Regions from separate parts of the Pan troglodytes genome. Here region 2 is linked to region 1. Evidence: chromatin contacts called from public capture Hi-C data. All regions are on one chromosome and are shown on one strand. Each heading gives the region's core, a stretch centred on a gene start, on an enhancer-like site or on the middle of the called end of the contact. The rest is flanking DNA. Distances are from core to core; before and after follow the strand shown. Region 1 has its middle 16 kb from the start of HDAC7. Region 2 overlaps HDAC7 (histone deacetylase 7).

Region 1 (3,614 bases), core at 907-3,406:
CTCACTCCAGGCTGATTTTTTGGGGCGCCTCTTCCGGATCTCAGCTTCTTGGTGCTAGGGACTCCTGCTCCATGATATCTACCAGAACTGAGAGAAGGTGTCATTGTACCACCTGGCCACCAGGGGGCAGGTGTGCCACTTAATAAACCAAATTGGCCCCAGCCGAAAGCTGCCTGGGGAGAAAAGTGTGGGAAAGAGGTGGGAAGATAGGAATATAAATCTGAAATGCATGGAACTCTAGTGACTACTGTCCCCAACTTCTTTCAGTCATGTTCTTTATTTGTCAATGTCAATCCTTCAACAATCACCAACACCTGGACTTCACTACATGCGTATTTACTGACCTATAATTAATGTCAGTATTCTCTGGCAAGGGGTGGCTTATGCCCAGAGAAAAGGGAATCAAGACAAGTTTCAAGAATCGGGTTTGATCGATTCATTTATCCCCATGTTTGTTGGAACCCTGCTTCTCTGATGAGGTATAAACCCCACCATGATCTCTTCAGTGTCATTTGTCTTTGTTCCAGACATTGAAACTCAACCGACCACCGTGTCTGGGTACGTGCAGTTCTCCGAACGTGCAGCTCTGTGGCTTGCCTCTAAACCAGAGTTTCTCAAGCATTTGGGTCCTGGCATCCTTTTACTCTCTTAAAAAGAAGGACCCCAAAGAACTTTTGTGTGTGTGGGTTAGATTCATCAATATGTACCATTAGAAATTAAAACAGACATTTTTAAAGTGTACTCTTTAAATGTGGCAATAATGAATCTATTAAAAGTTAGAACAAATAACACATTTTTTTCTTTAAAATAACCAGTTTCCAAAGTAAAACTAATTTAATGACAAGACAGTATTGTTTCACAGTTTTGCAAATCTCTTTAATGTCTGGTTTAGTAGAAGGCAGCCAGATTCTCATATTGGCTTCTGCATTCAACCTGTTATGATATCATGTGTCAAGAAGCCTCCGGAAAACTCCACTGTACACTTGTGAGAAAATGAGAGTCAAAAAGGCTAATAATGTCCCTGCTAGAAAATGAAATGCAAACAGACTTATGCAAATTTAAACACCTTCCTTTCAGCTTCAGAACCTGTGAAGTTAATTCCATGTGGCTTCAGAAGCTTCATACTAACTCCTCTCCCTAAAGTGTCTGCCACATCCCCCTCATTCTGTACTTGGCTAATTCGTGTGTGTGTGTGTGTGTGTGTGTGTGTATGTGTGAAAGAGAAGGACAGAAAGAGAGAGATGGTCTCTCTGTGGCCTAGGCCGGAGTGCATGATCATAGCTCACTGCAGACTCAAACTCCTGGGCTCAAGCAATCCTCTCATCTCAGCCTCCTGAGCAGCTGGGACCACTGGCACACTCAGCTAATTTTTTTGTGTTTTGTAAAGACGAGGTCTCTCTATGTTGCCTAGGCTAGTCCTGAACTCCTGACTTGAAGCAAACCCCCTCCCTTCCTCCCAAGCCTTGGCCTCTCAAAGTGCTGGGGTTACAGGTGTGAGCCACCGTGCCTGGCCACCAATTTGTTTTTGACTAAATGCAGAATGTAGCGTTTGTCCCTCTTTATATTTATCTGATTTGATTATCCCACACTGGCCTGCTCAATGTTTTGAATCCTCATTTTGTCATCCAGTATTCTCACCATCCCTCCTGCTCTTGCATCTTCCAAAACCTAGGTCTGCAGACCATATTCAGAGTTGACTGAGACAGAGCCAAAGACTGTGCCCTCTTGCAGGTTAACATGAGCACATGAACCAGAAGCTCTTTGGTTCAGTTGTTCAAGACCTCACCGATAAGGAAGGGAAGCGGGTGGGTAACGAGAGATTGAGCCTCAGGTGAGGGGAGTCATTGGAAAGACTCAGGTACCACAGGAATGCGGGGAACTTGTCAATGCTGCCACAGCCCCTCCCTCCTCAGGACTCAACAGCCTCACTCCAAGTCTGAACAGACTCTAAGAATTAGACAGATCTGAGCCAAGGGTCACAGATCCAGGGTTATTTGATCTAGGGGATGCACGAGGGGTGGATCAAGTATCAAATTTCAAGCTGGGTTGTTCTGCAAATTGTCTGAGCTGGACTCTGGGAAGGAAGGCATGGCCTCCTAGATACTGGTTGCTGAGAGGAGGAAGGCAGGAAGAAGCTCCCGTGAGCTCCTGGGGGTAGTGGGCAGAGCTCCCCTTAGACCTCCAGACCTTGGTGGTGAAAGGAGAAGTCACACATAGCCTGGTCAACAGCCCTTATTTAGCTCCGTAGGGCCTCCCCGCTGCACTCTTCACTTGCACTCAGAAGCCTACTGGGCCTCTGGAAAGGCCCATGCCACCCTGACCCAATCCCAAATCCTGGCTGGACATGGTGGCTCATGCCTGTAATCCCAACACTTTGGGAGGCCGGGGCGGGAGGATTACTTGAGGCCAGGATTTCAAGACCAGCCTGGGCAACATAGAGAGGCGGCATCTCTACAAACAAATTTTAAAAATAAATTAGCTGGGCCTGGTGGCATGTGCCTGTAGTCCTAGCTACCTGGGGGGCCAAGGTGGGAGGACTGCCTGAGCTCCGGAGGTTGAGTCTGCAATGAGCCATGATCGCACCACTGCACTCTAGCCTGGGCAATAGAGCGAGAGCCTATGTCAAAAAACAACAAAAACAAAATAATCCTGCGGACACCTGTGAACATCTGTGGCAGCCGGCATGGGGCTAGGGCCAAAGTGAGGGCAGGTGCCCCAACTTTGTCAACTCCTGACTACCATTTCCCCATTTGCCTACTAGGCTGGCCAGATAGATCAAGCGGCCTATCAGAAAGGGCTTGGTCCCCTAAGCCACTGGCCCAGCCTGGCAAGGACTGTGAGCCCCAGGTTAAGCGTGTAGGGGAAATGCTCCTGGTATCCTTTCTGCTTCCTCCACTTCCCCTAGCCCCACTGATTTACATGTCTTTCCCTCTCCTACCCAGGAGCCCCCGGAGAGGGACAGGGAGGGGATTGTGGAGGCCCTGGGTGATAAAGTAGGGATGGGGGAGAAGTGATAAAGGGGGTGGGGGAGAAGCCAGCTGCACTTCCTCCCTGATAGGGACCCCACCCCAAGAGGCTCCTGCCTCTGCTGTGTTCACAGGAAGGACTGGAGGTGGTAGAGGAGTGGATGGGGAGGGCGGTGGGCAGGATATCAGTGGCTTCTGCAATCCTTTGCCTTGGAAGATGACAGTTCATTATTTTGTCCTTCGGTTGTTCATTCATCAGCAAATACTTACCACACTCCTCCTACCACCGCTGGCAGAGCTCTGGGCTGGGAGGGCCAAGGAGGCAGATTGAGCTCAGTAGCTCTGCTGGTCTCCCCTCCACCCCACTCTTCAGCCTTGAGGGAGGCAATGAGTGAATAAGAGATGAACTTTAACAGCAGGTCATTGGAATCCTGATAGTGTCTCTTACTGACTGTGTAACCTTGGGGAAAATGTGTGAGCTCTCTGATCTTCAGCTTTCTCATCTGTGAATGACCATGTAGAGCTGGTAAAGATAACGGAAGGAAGGCTCGCAGCACGCCGCAGGGCCTGGCCTTGTCTAGGGCAGCAATGAAGAGCAGCAGAAGTGGCATCTAGCAGGAGCAGGATTTGAACCCTGGCAGTCCCCTG
Region 2 (3,524 bases), core at 994-3,493, 45 kb after region 1:
TCTCCTGCCAATGCACTCAGCCCTTTTAAAAAATGATATTTATTACTGTTGCTCTGCTTGTAAAAAGAGCTCAGAAGTATTTTAGACATTTTGAAGAGTACAGAAAAACCTAAGAAGAAAAGAAAAATCACCAACCAGTGTCCCACCACCCAGAAGTAACCCCTCTGAAATTCTGCTGTATTTCAGTCCAGGCTTTGTTCTGGCCATATGTACATGTACAGATGCCGTGAACACATGAACTACATTTTGTATCCTGCTTTACTTAGTTAACATATTATGAATCCTTCTTGGCATAATTAGTCTTTAAAACTGAGAGTCTCATAGTATTTCATTATTGTATTTCATTTTTACTGAGGGATCCCTTATCAGTTAGACATTTAGATTATAGCTTATTTGAATTTCCTTATGCATAAATCTTTCCTCATGCTTGGGATTATTTCCCAAGGTTCACTCTAAAGGAGTAGCATTCCTGGGTCACATGGTGTGAGCATTTTGAGAGTCGTTGGTGTCCTAGACGCACAGAAATTGACCCTCCCACCCGCAATGAGCAGGACCCTCCTCTGAAGACTTCCCACGGGTCAGACTGAAATAGTCACTTCTCCAAAGCTGGATTTGTCTATCACATGGTCCAGTGTCATCGTGGGCTTCTTAGCTCCCGGTTTGGGGGTTTCCTAGGAATTCTTTTCCCTCCTGCTGCCCCTTGGTAGCCTCTCTGGGTTCATGACACGTGTGTGAGATGCTGTACGTTAGGCCTCATGCTTTGCTCTGAGCACTTGAGGGCCTGGTGCTGGGCCCTCGAGAGCTGGGCCACCCAGCAGTCGTGTCCGCATGTGGGAAGGCCGTGGCTCTGTGGCAGCCATGTTGGCTGGAGCTGTGTTGATGTGTTGGCTGCTGCCACCTGGGGAAGTGTCTGGGCGTGTGTGGACAGGTGTGAGGGGCTGGGGCTGGGGTAGGGGCAGGATGAAATGCAGGCCTGTGTGGGTGTGAGGGGTGTGTACCCGCCCGGCTCCATGTGGGTGCCTGCTGTGGCGGTGCTGGCGTGTTCTCTGCAGCCAAGGCCATGGGGCGTGAGGACTCCCTGGGTCCCCGCTCTGACCCTTGCTCCTGCAGGGCTGATCTATGACTCGGTCATGCTGAAGCACCAGTGCTCCTGCGGTGACAACAGCAGGCACCCGGAGCACGCCGGCCGCATCCAGAGCATCTGGTCCCGGCTGCAGGAGCGGGGGCTCCGGAGCCAGTGTGAGGTGAGGAGGCGCGGGTGGGGCCCGAGGAATGGGTGGAGGGAGGAGTCGTGGGAGGGGAGGGGTGGGGGGCCCTGGGGCCCATGAGAGATGAGGGGCACATGGGGTGGTGGTGATGGGAGGGAAGGGGCGAGCATGAGCTCAGAGCTCTGTGGTCCCCTTTTCAGTGTCTCCGAGGCCGGAAGGCCTCCCTGGAAGAGCTGCAGTCGGTCCACTCTGAGCGGCACGTGCTCCTCTACGGCACCAACCCGCTCAGCCGCCTCAAACTGGACAACGGGAAGCTGGCAGGTAATGGCCTAGTGGCCCTGTCTCCCCATGCCAGCTTACCTCACCCAGCTCCCATGCACTCCTGTCTCGGCTCTGCCCGCCCAGCCAGCCTCCTCCTGCACCCTGGACGTCCCTACTCCAGCTTGCTGCCGAGCCCCTCCTCAGCCCACCTCCACCTCTCCCTTCCATATTTCTCTCCCCCAATACTCACCCGGCCCTGCTGTCTGGGCTCCCTGCTCCCTGTTGGGCCAAAGGCTGAGAGTATTCACGCTGACGTGGGCTGGGCCTCTCCCCGCAGGGCTCCTGGCACAGCGGATGTTTGTGATGCTGCCCTGTGGTGGGGTTGGGGTAAGTGTGCCCAGGGGTCTCAGGGGGGCGTTGCCAGGGCTCTCAGCTCTCCTCCCTGTGGTTCTCCCAGGCCCAGCCCCTGCAGAACCTCTGCTTGTTGTGGTTCTGCCAGACAGGGTGAGCCAGGGACTTCCTGAGGTGCCCCCTGCAGCAGGAAGCTCCTTTTGGACAGGCGTGTCTCGGACCCACAGTCTCCCCCGAATGCGGAGTCCAGCCTAAGCCTTGCCCCTAGAAGGTGTCTGGTAGATGTTGAGTGAGGTTTCAGGAGCAGGGCCAAGGCTGGGGCTTAGGATCATCTCTCCCTTCAAAGACCCCCATGACTGGGCATTGGCCGTCAGGCTGCTCTGTCTGCTCTTAAGTGGCAAGTTGGGGTACCTCAGCCTGGTCCCCAGACCTTGGGCTGCCTGGTGTGACATCACGGTGGTGCTTCCAGTGTCCTTGGCGATCCCAGCACTCCCTACTCCGGGACACAGCCCCAAACTCCGCTCGCGAGCTTTGCTTCCTAAGTCCTCACCCCTTTGTGAAGGGAGCTTCCCGCTCCCTCTGGCTCAGCTCTCCTCGCCTAACACTATCCCTGCAGTAGTTTCTCAAGCAAGGTGTGTAGAGGCAGGGGATGGAGGCCTCATTCCGGAGGGAAAGTGGGAGCTGTAGCTGGTGGGGGACTTTGGGAGCCAGTCAGTGCCCTATTCACAACTTCCCATTTCTTGCCACTTTCTGGTTTTTCCAACTGTTGTTGCTTCTGTTTTCTCCTCCCTCCTCTCCCTCTCTGTCTTTCTCTCTCTCTCTCTTTCTCCAGCCTCTTGCGACTCTCTCTGCCTTCCTCGCCTCTCTTGGTCTGCCTCGCCCTCCCCATCTCCCCATCATGCCCCCCGGCCCCTCCCTAGCCTTGAGGCCCAGGGACTGGGTTTGGGGGGCCTCCCAGCCTGGGCTAGGGGCCCTGAGTGGAAGACAGTGGTGCAGACGGCCCCTCCAGCTCCGACCGTCCCGCAGGGCCTGAGCAGAGTCAGCTGGGGCTTAAAACCCCCTCCCGGCCCAAACCCCAAGTCCCGCCCAGGTAACGCCATGCCCCCTCCCCTGACCGGGGAGGCAGGCGTGATGCTGCCAGCAGAGTGCTGGCCAGATAATGGGCTGGTGCTGGGACTTAAGCTGGGAAAAAGTCATGCTGGGATTGGGGGACACAGGAGGCCTTGCCTTTGGGCGGTGGGGCACTGGGGAGGCAGCACTGTCTGCCCAGCTCCCTGCCCCTGGGGTCCTGGCCGTGGGGTGGGGACCACCCCCTTGGGCCCTGGCTCCTGTGTGAAGCCTTGGATGATGCGGGCCCTGACTCTGGCTCCCGCAGGTGGACACTGACACCATCTGGAATGAGCTGCATTCCTCCAATGCAGCCCGCTGGGCCGCTGGCAGTGTCACTGACCTCGCCTTCAAAGTGGCTTCTCGTGAGCTAAAGGTAGGAGGTTTGGGTTGAAGGTGGACACACCACAAAGGAGGCAGCAGAGTGGGGTAGTGGGGAATCCAGGCCCAGAACCCCAGGCATCGCATTCCTCTTAGAGATTGCTACGGGGTTTTGGAGGGGAAATTGAGGGCTCTGGGAACCAGGTTGAGATTGGAACTCTTGGGGTACGTTCAGGCAGCTGTGGGTCAGAGCTGTCTGTTGATTGACAAGCATTC

The links. Capture Hi-C pulls out chosen DNA fragments and counts their contacts.
Region 2: a contact with region 1 is called in a capture Hi-C map of stem cell-derived neural stem cells, with 4 times the contacts expected there. The contact joins two enhancer-like sites. A contact is called at or near these places in 3 of 7 Hi-C or Micro-C datasets (blood, induced pluripotent stem cells and stem cell-derived neural progenitor cells) and 1 of 1 other capture datasets (stem cell-derived neural stem cells).

The regions. Positions count from the first base shown.
Region 1 is chr10:48,017,200-48,020,813 of NHGRI_mPanTro3-v2.0_pri, forward strand. No RefSeq gene overlaps it. Among named protein-coding and RNA genes, the nearest start is that of HDAC7, 16 kb to the right of the region's middle. Within about 2 kb of position 2,157, at least 1 of the 24 cell types and tissues checked has an H3K27ac peak or open chromatin away from gene starts, as enhancers often do. A contact at or near this core is called in stem cell-derived neural stem cells, where this site is marked.
Region 2 is chr10:48,062,003-48,065,526 of NHGRI_mPanTro3-v2.0_pri, forward strand. It overlaps HDAC7 (histone deacetylase 7), which reads left to right. Exons shown (of 27, transcript XM_063785704.1): 15 at 1,111-1,244; 16 at 1,409-1,529; 17 at 1,807-1,856; 18 at 3,196-3,303. Among named protein-coding and RNA genes, the nearest start is that of SLC48A1, 18 kb to the right of the region's middle. Within about 2 kb of position 2,244, at least 1 of the 24 cell types and tissues checked has an H3K27ac peak or open chromatin away from gene starts, as enhancers often do. A contact at or near this core is called in stem cell-derived neural stem cells, where this site is marked.